2 separate regions of the Zea mays genome follow, and region 2 is linked to region 1. A link is a contact called in public Hi-C data. All regions are on one chromosome and are shown on one strand. The core of a region is the stretch at or near the end of the contact, and the rest is flanking DNA. Distances in the headings are between cores, read along the strand shown.

The links. Hi-C and Micro-C count contacts between places; a contact is called where the count stands out from the background.
Region 2: a contact with region 1 is called in a Hi-C map of leaf, with 6 times the contacts expected there. The contact joins the promoter of LOC100193565 here to the promoter of ZCYB in region 1. A contact is called at or near these places in 3 of 25 Hi-C or Micro-C datasets (ear, endosperm and leaf) and 1 of 3 datasets of contacts at active chromatin or transcription factors (leaf).

The regions. Positions count from the first base shown.
Region 1 is chr4:153,244,056-153,249,509 of Zm-B73-REFERENCE-NAM-5.0, forward strand. ZCYB (Ascorbate-specific transmembrane electron transporter 1) reads right to left here and starts at 2,015. Exons shown (of 4, transcript NM_001147459.1): 1 at 1,756-2,015; 2 at 667-715; 3 at 381-583; 4 at 1-82. The coding sequence starts at 1,905. It overlaps TRNAP-UGG (transfer RNA proline (anticodon UGG)), which reads left to right and starts at 3,345; the gene lies at 3,345-3,416. It overlaps TRNAP-CGG (transfer RNA proline (anticodon CGG)), which reads left to right and starts at 3,726; the gene lies at 3,726-3,797.
Region 2 is chr4:153,473,696-153,479,149 of Zm-B73-REFERENCE-NAM-5.0, forward strand. LOC100193565 (Vesicle-fusing ATPase) reads left to right here and starts at 2,326. Exons shown (of 21, transcript NM_001358831.1): 1 at 2,326-2,594; 2 at 3,229-3,324; 3 at 3,409-3,493; 4 at 3,581-3,631; 5 at 3,814-3,984; 6 at 4,097-4,251; 7 at 4,327-4,435; 8 at 5,002-5,101; 9 at 5,192-5,247. The coding sequence starts at 2,419.

The DNA of each region.
Region 1 (5,454 bases), core at 765-3,264:
AGAGTACGTGCCAAGGAAGAACACCCTTCTTCACGTTTGGCGCAGCACCAGGGAAGAAGAACGTGACGAATCCAATTATCCACTGTGATCAATAAGGCAAATATAAGGTCATTCTATCACTGCATAACTATACGAGTGTTCACTTCACACTAGAATGCAGTTTCTCATTTCAGAAACTGTCTAAGAAGAGCAAGTATAAAGCTCACCAGCTACCGGCAACATATGCAAAGTTTATATTTTGAAGGAAAAAAAACACAGTATATCTCTGGTTTGTTCAATAAAAAAACAAATCATTCAAAATAAATGCAGTAGTGTTGTTAGTGTGTCAAAATCATAGTCAAAGAAGACACCTAACTTTGCCATCACATGCATGGCCTTACCTGAATACCATACAAAGTAATTGTTCCTATCCCAATCCAAGAGTGCAGGCTGTAAAGATTGGCAATCCCACTCTCATTGTGATTTTTGAAAGCAAAGTATATTCCAACCGCACCAAGGACGAGTGCAATCCCGTGGAGAATTAGATGGATCAGCTTAGTTGTGTCATGATTCGATGTTGGAAGTACCCTGTACACCATTATAGCTGACAACACGGACAAGATATCACTAAACTAAAATTTGTCATGTAACAGAAAAGAGAAGCCTGAAAGCATTTACATCATTTACCTTCACCGCCGATAATAACATAACCGATAAGCATAAGAACAGGGTGAACCTGCAATATTAAACATGTGGTGGACTCTTAAAAGCTGTAAATGAACTTATTATTCTGATTCACTAAAATTGTACAGACCAAATAAATGGTTAACTTGAAACAATAATATAACCGATAAACATTGTCATGTGCTCTTTTAACACTTCTGTAGCTAACTCTATTTGCTCTCTTCTTAATTGAGCTTCTGCCATTATGTTAAAGAAACAATAGATAGGGATTTGTGATTTGAAACGTACATGTGCAGCAAAATGCTTTGTAACTAACTTCGCCTACAAACTTTAAGCCAAATAAACACAAATTACGTGCTCTGCTAGTTTGAGGTAGAGATTCTGAATAGCGGCATAAAGTCCTGGATTGCAGAAAACTGAAGGTCCAAAGGCTGATGCCTGTTTGCGGATTCTAGCTTATGGCCTTTCTCTCTTTATTTTGTCTCACTATAGTTTGCCACAATCCTGTAAAATCTATGTTTGAGCGGATTGTTGGATTCTAGAATCTGGGCGACCGGCGACCTGGACTGTGCAATTTAGGGTAAAAAGCGCTACTACGGGTTATGAAAGCTAGAATCCACAATCTCTAACTGAAGCGAAGAAGGTCATGCCCATACTACACGCTCAGAAACAGAGCCTTCGTATGCGGAGAGATTAATAATGAGTTAACCTCCCACAATTAATAATGAGTTCACATCCCACAAAGCAGCAATTCTCGAAATCGCCAAAGCTAAAGTTAACAGCAAATAGGTTAAACGCATCATCAAGGCCACTGCAGTACTATATCATTTCATTTGCTTAATAACTCTATGATCTAGGTTTAGATTTTCCTCAATTCCTAGCTCCTGAAGCAGTCTATACACACTCACTGTCGACGTGACTTCAAATCTTACTTTTACTGTACCAAAGGGGGAAAAAAGAGCGAGCAAAAGAAGAAAAAACGCGGCTCAAAAAAAGAAAAAAAAATTTGTCGGCGTCGAAGCAGCCAGCGCCTTATCCAATCGGGCAGCACAGCACGGGGAGGGGAGAGGCACACTGAGGCAGAGTACTCACGTTGAAGATGAGGTTCTTGTTGGTGGACTCGATGGCGAGCCCACCGCGGAACTGGATGGACCAGACGAGAACCATGGCCGCCGCCGCGACGGCCAGTGCGTGCGCCGCGTACGTGAAGGGCGCCGCCCGCACGCCAAGGCCAAGCCCCATGGCTCCGCGACGCGTTCTTCCTTTTTCCTCTTCGTCGGCCCTTTTCCTTGTCCCCCCACTGCTTGGCCCTCGCGGCTGCGGCTGCTGCTGCTGCTGCCAATGAGTTGGAGGGAGGGAGAGAGAGAGAGTGCGGGGAGCGTGTGGTGTCCCCGTACCGTCTCCTATAGATGACAGTTTATTTCGTCGATTTGTTGTTGTTTTTAGTTAAGCCGAGAAAGATTTTTTTTTCCTTCTGAAATTTGGTTTCCGTGGATTCTGTTTAGATATAAGCCCAAACAGATAAGGTCAGGTGGGGTAAAACCTGACACTCACTAGGGCATTCCATTGAACTTTTGTTCGGTGTACGGGTACATTATTTATCCTTGAACTTAAAATTTATGGCATATTTGTTACGGACTACTAAACGCGTAGTTTTTCGGCCTGCTTCTTCAAGAATCATTTTAGTGAAAATCGTACAAAATCAATATAAAAGTATAATCGATCGAGTCATAGCGATATAATGAATCAATCACTTTTTAGATGCTAAGCTTTATAGACTCTTTCATCTTTCTTTGTATATAATCTCTATAATACTCAGATTCTTTTGACATCCAGATTTTAAAAAAAAACTCGTCTGAAAAAAAACTAAATCAAACAGGTTCCGCGAGCAGGTTTCTAGGCTTCTAGCCTGATCCATAGCCTTCGTGGCCCCGCATGTGTGGGGACTGGGGAAGAATAGTAGAATACACATGCGTCCGCGGGACCCAGCGCGAGGAAAGCAACTGCAAATCGCTAGCGTGGAAAAACTTGCACCGAGCAGGCGACGGGCGGTGGGTTGTTGAAATTCGTGATCCGGAAGACCAGAGGGTAGCATTGTACCTTTTGTCTTTCCACTGTGCTCGTGCAATAAGGGCATGTACAACCCAGATACTGCTGCACGGTACTCCAAGTATAAGATATAACTAAAACACAACATAATATAATGGTCATGTCTAAAACATGTGTCTTACGATATTCATTGTACCAATCAGAGCATTCAATAAATTAAAGTGACCAATCAGCTAGTCTCCTGTCTCGAACATAGAGCTAAGACACTGTGTCTTCGTCAAGATACGTGTCTTGAGTTTTTTTACATTCACCCCCCTAGACACACTGTAAGACACAACTTAAAACACCCACTGTACATGCCCTAAGGATTTTGGTTATCAGGCTTCGTGACGGCTGACGTGGCTCTCCGACTCTCCCTGACCGTCACTACTCACTCCGTCCACCGCCTATACAAACTACAAAGGCTGCAGGTAAACATCGCGAGGATCGCTGGGTGTCGGTAACGATCGCAGCGCAAAAAGGGCCGAGCCAGGGTTGACACTCGGCATTTGCAATTTATAGAAAATTGCCGTCGTGCATGTCACTTCTCTAGGCGCGCATTAATAATATTGTAATTAATCATACTAATGTCAGGGCATTTGGTCTAGTGGTATGATTCTCGCTTTGGGTGCGAGAGGTCCCGAGTTCGATTCTCGGAATACCCCTTCTTTTGATTCGTGGCAGCACTAAGATTGGTATATGTGGACTTGAAACCCCTATTTTTAATTTGTTTTGCGTAAAAGTCTCCTCCCTTTTCATTTAAAAAAGCAAAAACAACATTGTTTTTGCTGGTTTCAGACATGTGAATAGGATAGATATAAAGATGTTGAAACTGCGCTAATTCTAGCAATTTCTACTATATAGTGTTTCTTTCAAACATGGCAGCACCAAGATTGATATATATGGATTCAAAAAATGTACTAAGTCCACTTGTTCCCACACATAATTACAAAAAATGTTGCTTTTTACCAATAGGGCATTTGGTCTAGTGGTATGATTCTCGCTTCGGGTGCGAGAGGTCTCGAGTTCGATTCTCGAAATGCCCCTTTTTTGTTTGATTTTTGTTTCAAACGTGGCAGCACCAAGATTTGGTATATGTGGATTCGAAACCCCTATTTTTCGTTTGCTTTTGTTTTCCGTAAAGGTCTCCGCCCTTTTCATTCTTTCGGCAATTTATTTTGCTGGTTTCAGACATGTGAATAGGATAGATATATAGTTGTTAAAACCACGCTAATTCTAGCAATTTCTACTATACAGCGTTTCTTTCAAACATGGCAGCACCAAGATTGGTATATGTGGATTTGAAACCCCTATTTTTCGTTTGCTTTTGTTTTCAGTAAAAGGTATTGTCGGGGTTTCGGACCCGGGGGGTCCCTGGACCGACGAGTAAATTTGTCGCTGCGTGTCTCTGCCTAGATGGGTTGGTGCGAGATGGAACACAAGGGAGGGATGAGCCTTGTATTATCCTGCACCAGGGTGCTCGTAGTAGGGGTTACAAGCGTTGCGAGAAGGCAAGAGCGAGAGTGCGAGTACGAGAGGGCGAGAGAGAGAGAGGGTCTGGCCCTGCTCGTCCTCTCCCATCCCTTTGCCGTGCGTTCGTGTATTCGTACGTTCGTTCCTTCCTTCCTCTTTCCCCCTGGACATCCCCTTTTATAGACATAAGGAGATGGCCCAGCTATACAATGGGGGTGTAGCTATGCGCTACGTGGCCAGCGGGGAAGTGCCTGATCGCTATGCACGTGTTGATGTGTCCGTCGGAGAAGTGCATGTGCCCTGTAGAAGTACAGCTGTTGGCACTGCATGGATCTTGCTGACGTCTCCTTGCTTCCGTAGGGGGCTTGAGAGCCACCGATGTCATGGACGCATGCGGGGAACCATCATCGCCTGTTACCGGGGTAAGCTTGATGGGACGCCGGTCATGTTCCTTCGTAGCCTGAGCTAGCCAGGAGTAGGGTGATGATGTATCCCTTATGGCGCGGTCGATCTGAGCCTGAGGTCGGGAGAGGTGGCGGCTCCTCCGAGGCCGAGGCTGGGGCCGAGCCATAGGGTCGGGCGAGGCGGAGATCTCCTCCTGAGGCCGAGGCCGAGGCCGAGCCCTAGGGTCGGGCGAGGCGGAGCTTCCTGTTGCGCCCGAGGCTGAACTTGACCGTTGTCGGTTTCGCCTGGGTGGTTGGCACGGCAGCCAGAGCGGGGCGGGCGGCGCTGTTTTCCTGTCAGATCGGTCAGTGAAAGGGCGACGTGACTGCGGTCACTTCGATCTTACCGACTGAGGCGCGCGTGACAGGATAAGGTGTCAGGCGATCCCAGCATTAAATACGCATGCAATACGGTCAGCTGGTAAGGCGATTTGGCCAAGGTCGCTTGCACGACAAGGCTTGCCTTTGGCTGAGCCGAGGGCATGCTCACTGCCTGAGGAGACCCTCGGGCGAGGCGTGAATTCGTCTGGGACCACTGTTCCCGCCCGAGGCCGGGCTCGGACGAGGCGAGATCGCGTCCCTTGGTAGACGAAGCTTTGACTTTGACCCAAACTGTGAGTCCTTATGGTTTGCTCTGAAGGTGTTCATCAGCCGTGTTTTAGGACTGTTGAGGGTACCCCTAATTACGGTACCCAATAGTAGCCCCCGAGCTCGAAGGGAGTGCAGGCACTCGCTTGGAGGTTCTACCGGATTTTTGCGAGGGGACCAGCCTTTCTCGGTTATGTTT
Region 2 (5,454 bases), core at 1,076-3,575, 230 kb after region 1:
TGTGTGGTCCAAAATGTTAAAATGAAGAAAGCAATCCATGCATATCTTATAAAAATGTAAATTGGTTTAATTCCAGGTAACCTTTGCACTTACTTTATGCAAACTATTTCAATTCTACACTTATATATTTGCTTTGGTTTGTGTTGGCATCAATCACAAAAAGGGGGAGATTGAAAGGGAAATAGGGTCAAACCTTTTCCTAAATGATTTTGGTGGTTGAATTGCCCAACACAAATAATCGGACTAACCAGTTTGCTCTAGATTATAAGTTCTACAGGTGCCAAAGGTTCAACACAAACCAATAAAAAGTCCAAGAAAGGGTTCAAATAGAAAGGAGCAAAACCAACCGAAGGCTGCCATGGTCTGGCGCACCGGACTGTCCGGTGCACCACCGGACAGTGTCCGGTGCACCAGGGTGGATCAACTCCAACTCGCTAGCTTCGGGAATTTGGGGAGCCACTCCGCTATAATTCATCGGACTGTCCGGTGTAGCACCGGACTGTCCGGTGTGCCAAGCAGAGCAACGGCTAACAGCGCCAACGGTCGTCTGCAAAAGTGAACAATGCGTGAACAGTGCGCGGACAGCGCGGGCAGAGTCAGAGCAGGCGCAGAAGGCGCACCAGACAGTGAACAGTGACTGTCCGGTGCACCACTGGACTGTCCAGTGGCCCCACTTGTCAGAGCTCCAATGGTCGAACCCTAACGGTTGGGTGACGTGGCTGGCGCACCGGACAGTGTCCGGTGGCGCACCAACGACCACTTTGGTGGTTGGGGCTATAAATACCCCCAACCACCACACTTCAAGGCATCCAAGTTTTTCAGCCAACACATTCAATACAAGAGCTAGTGCATTCAATACAAGACACAATTAGAGTGAATCAAAATCTCTCCAAGTCCCAATTCCACTCAAAGCAATAGTGACTAGAAGAGAGAGTTTTGCCGTATTCTTTTGAGCTCTTGCGCTTGGATCGCTTTTTTCTTCCCATTTCTTGTTCCCAAGATCTTTGTAATCAAAGTAAGAGACACCAATTGTGTGGTGGTACTTGTGGGGACTAAGTGTCCCAATTGATTGAGGAGAAAAGCTCACTCGGTCTAGGTGACCGTTTGAGAGAGGAAAAGGGTTGAAAGAGACCCGGTCTTTGTGACCACCTCAACGAGGAGTAGGTTTGCAAGAACCGAACCTCGGTAAAACAAATCATCGTGTCACACTCTTCATTTGCTTGTGATTTGTTTTCACCCTCTCTTTCGGACTCGCTTTTATTTCTAACGCTAACCCCGGCTTGTAGTTGTGCTTAAACTTTATAAATTTCAGATTTGCCTATTCACCCCCTCTATGCGACTTTCACATATAAACCTGATTTTGTAGATCTGCAACCTCGTCCCCAGTGGAGTCGCCAAAAAGTATGTTGGCCCTCGATCTGGGCAGCGCCAATCACTCAGGGTGTACCACCTGGCGGTGCCCACTGTGGCGGCGCGGACGGTCCGTGACCTGAGCGCAGGAGCAACGTCTTCCTTGCTTTGCATCGGACGGTCCGCGCACAGGCCCGGACGGTCCGCTATGGTGTAGGGTCTTCCTCCTCCTCGCTGGAACCTAGATCTCGCCCCCTGGGGGAAGAGATTTTAGGGCGCCCTGGTCGACAGCTCACCCGGGACGTCCCTAGACGACGTGTAGTCGCATAGGAATTAAGAGATCAATTCGAGGAAGAGACCATAGGTGGACAACTAGATCTTGCCCCAGGAAGGCGTAAGATCCTAGGGTCGTCATGGGGTCGCCAGACCACCCAAGACGGATCTAGACGACGTAGAGTCGAATAGGGGGTGAAGGTGAATGTGCGAAAGGTTACAATTAGAACTACGCTACATCTACTCCTAGAGCAGAAATGATAAAGAAAGTAATTGGTTCGATTAGAATGTGTTCGGTGGTTCTCAATCGGCCGTACCCCATTATATTTATAGAGGATGAGGTCTAGACATATTTCTAAGCGATAGCCAATAACTTTTACGTGTCACACACGAGATAAGAATAATGGCCTAAACTAATCTAATCGTGGGAGGGTGGATCGTCCGGCCCGTCCACCATTTTTGGTGCTTCAAACGGTGTTTTGATCGGTTGCTGGACACCAGAAAACCGAAGGACCGATACACCACGTTGTTCCAATCTTTATCTTCCTGTTGCCTTGGCCCATGACGTGCAACTGTAGTCCAAACAATGATGCGCAGATACTTCAAGTCCAGCCCAAATAAAAGCCCATTAATGCTACACGCTGTCACCCATCGTATCGGTCAGGTAGGCACGGCCGATCCGGCGCCAGCAGCGGCGGTGCTCGACCTTCAGGCATCAGAGCTGCGGGACATCACACGCACCGCTACGATCTCCTCCTGCGAGCGAGATCTCACCACCGCAGCGGCGCCGCGGCCATGGCGGGAAGGTATCACCAGGATCAGGGCGGGGACGGGGGCGCGTCCATGGAGGTAGTCAGCACGCCGAACCAGGAGCTGGCCCTTACCAACTGCGCATACGTCTCTCCCGCTGACCTCCGCCGCTTCCCCAACGGGCTCGCCCTCGTCGCTGACGCCTGGGTCTTCACCCTACGATATCCTTTTGTAGACGGTCTCGTAGTCCCTCGTCTGCACAGTTTATTCTGAGATCTCTGTCGCACGAGAGCTTGCCTGGCGCTTTGATCTGGTGTAGCTTCAGTTTGAATCCTGGGTCTACGGAATTCCGCGCGTTGATGTTTTGATTCTGGTACTATATTTGAGCTTTGGCGATCTTGTGGTGATAACCTGGAAATTCGATTGCACTGAAATTTTGGTCCTTGTGGAATTTGTCTCAGCAAGCATTGTAATTGTTAACTGGAACCGTTTGATCTGTTTTATGACATTTAGTTGCAGTGTAAAAGCCTTGAATGATGAATTAACTTCGAAATGCACCATCATTCTTTTATGAGTGTATAATTGAATAATGATCTGTTTCCTTATTGTATTTGCATGTTAGTGTTATACTGCTATTATCATTCTAATGTTGTGCTCAGTCGTAGATCTTTGAACTGGGTTCACCACATTGTGACCGTTGGGTAGTGGCCTAGAAATCTAGTTGTTTTAAAATAACATAACATTGTTTCAACTTTGTGAACAGCTGAATCCTATGCAGATTTGATAATATCATGTATTGTCTTTCCTAAGTTTTTTTAACCTTTCTCTTACGTTTGATCCTTAACGTATATCCACTGACCACAATGCTGTTGCAAGTGGACGCATTGCCTTGAATGCTATTCAGCGTCGGCAGGCAAAGGTTTCAGCTGGGGATTCTGTTACTGTTAGCAGGTTGGAAGTTTAACTGTCCACTGAATGAATATCCTTATGATGCTGTGTTGCCTTATTATTTGCAATATATATATTTTTGTCCAGTTTTGTCCCCCCTGATGATTTCAAGTTGGCTTTGCTCACTTTAGATCTAGATTATGCCAAGGCAAGAGCCAACCGAAATGACGAGGTACGCTATGACTGTTTATGATGCAGATCCTACTAGTGCTTGATGATTGATCAGTGTCATCTGATATTCATTGTCTTGGCTTATCAGCTGGATGCTGTTGTGCTTGCCCAACAACTCCGTAAGAGGTTTCTGAATCAGGTACGAGACTATCGGTTACTTAAATTCTTTGAGTAGGGCCCTTTTTTGCTTGGTTAGCTTTAAAGTGTATGCTATTCATGAGATGCCACTAGTGCATTATTGGATTATCAATGGCTGTAGTTTTATTATTGGTACTTATGTGCCCGATAAGTTGGTCCCCTGGGGTTGTTTACACGTTGCAGGTCATGACCTCAGGGCAAAGGGTGCCATTTGAATTTTATGGAACAAACTATGTATTCACCGTCAATCAAGCTTTGCTAGAGGGTCAAGAGAGTTCTACACCATTGGATAGAGGATTCTTGTCCAGTGATACATACATCATATTTGAGGCTGCTCCTAATTCAGGAATTAAGGTAATCTCAAACGCCCCCTATATTGTTATTATCATTCGTTTTAACTGCAAATGTGGCAGAAGCATTATTTATAAATTGTAACATACTCCAATATCCTGTTTTTGTACTGTAGGTGATCAACCAAAAGGAAGCTGCTAGCAGCAAGCTTTTCAAACATAAAGAGTTTAACCTGGAAAAATTGGGTATAGGTGGATTAAGCGCTGAATTCACTGACATATTTCGTAGGGCATTCGCTTCAAGAGTCTTTCCGCCTCATGTTGTCAGTAAGTAAGTATGGTACCTGCTTAACTACTTTTTGTACTGTTGTAATCAGGATCTTTTGCTAACGGTCTAGTACTATAGGTTGGGCATCAAACATGTTAAGGGTATATTGCTATATGGACCTCCTGGTACTGGCAAGACTCTAATGGCCAGACAAATTGGAAAGTTACTGAATGGAAAAGATCCCAAGGTATGAATTTTCTTAATGAGCACAGAGTACAAATTTGTCATTTACCTAACCATTTGTGTGATGAATGTTGTCATTCATTTTATAAGTATTATGAAGGACATTTTACTGTATATGAACATCAGATAAAAGTTGGATTGAGGAAGTTTCTTGTTTGCTGTATTGTTAGTAAATCAAAACTTAGCACTTTTTGGGTACTCTCAGTGTTGTTATTGTAAATACTAATTCAACAAAAAGCTGTAAATGTAGTTGTAGTCCGTATTGTGCTGATAAGTTTTTGTGTACTATTGATGATAATATACTTGAATGGAGCACAATTAACCAGTGGTCTGTACTTATATGATCTGTGAAAACGGACACAATAATGCAGAAGCAGAACTAGAAAATTTAGCTACAGGGTGAAATGTAGGTTAGCCATGTTGCACATCCTTCAAAATTAATAGATGTAAGAGGGTTTGTAAAACCTGTGCAGTGCATTGATTCCACAGATATTATCTTCTTCTTCTACTTATAATGCTAGATTTTTGTCAGATTAGTCTTTTACATGTCATCCTTTTTTCCAATCTCAGATTGTGAATGGACCTGAAGTTCTGAGCAAGTTTGTTGGAGAAACTGAGAAGAATGTGAGAGATTTGTTTGCTGATGCTGAAAATGAGCAGAGAACACGAGGTATGTTCCCTCATGAGGTAAAATGTTCCCATATTTCTGTGGATTGAAACCTGTTAAACACTTCATTTTTTTACCTCCTTTCTGACACAGGTGATCAGAGTGACCTCCATGTTATCATATTCGATGAAATTGATGCCATCTGCAAGGTGAAATTAATTTTCCTTTATGCTTATGTCATCATGTGTGTTGTACTATTTTCATTTGCCTATAGCTTTAGCAAGATGCCAGATTTCTCAAATACAAGGTGATAGATAAAAGAACTGTTTTCAAGTTGCCTGATTAATCGTGATTAGTCGCGATTAATTATCCAAGTCGGTTTGGACCAATCGCAATTAATCGTCCAAGTGGGTAAG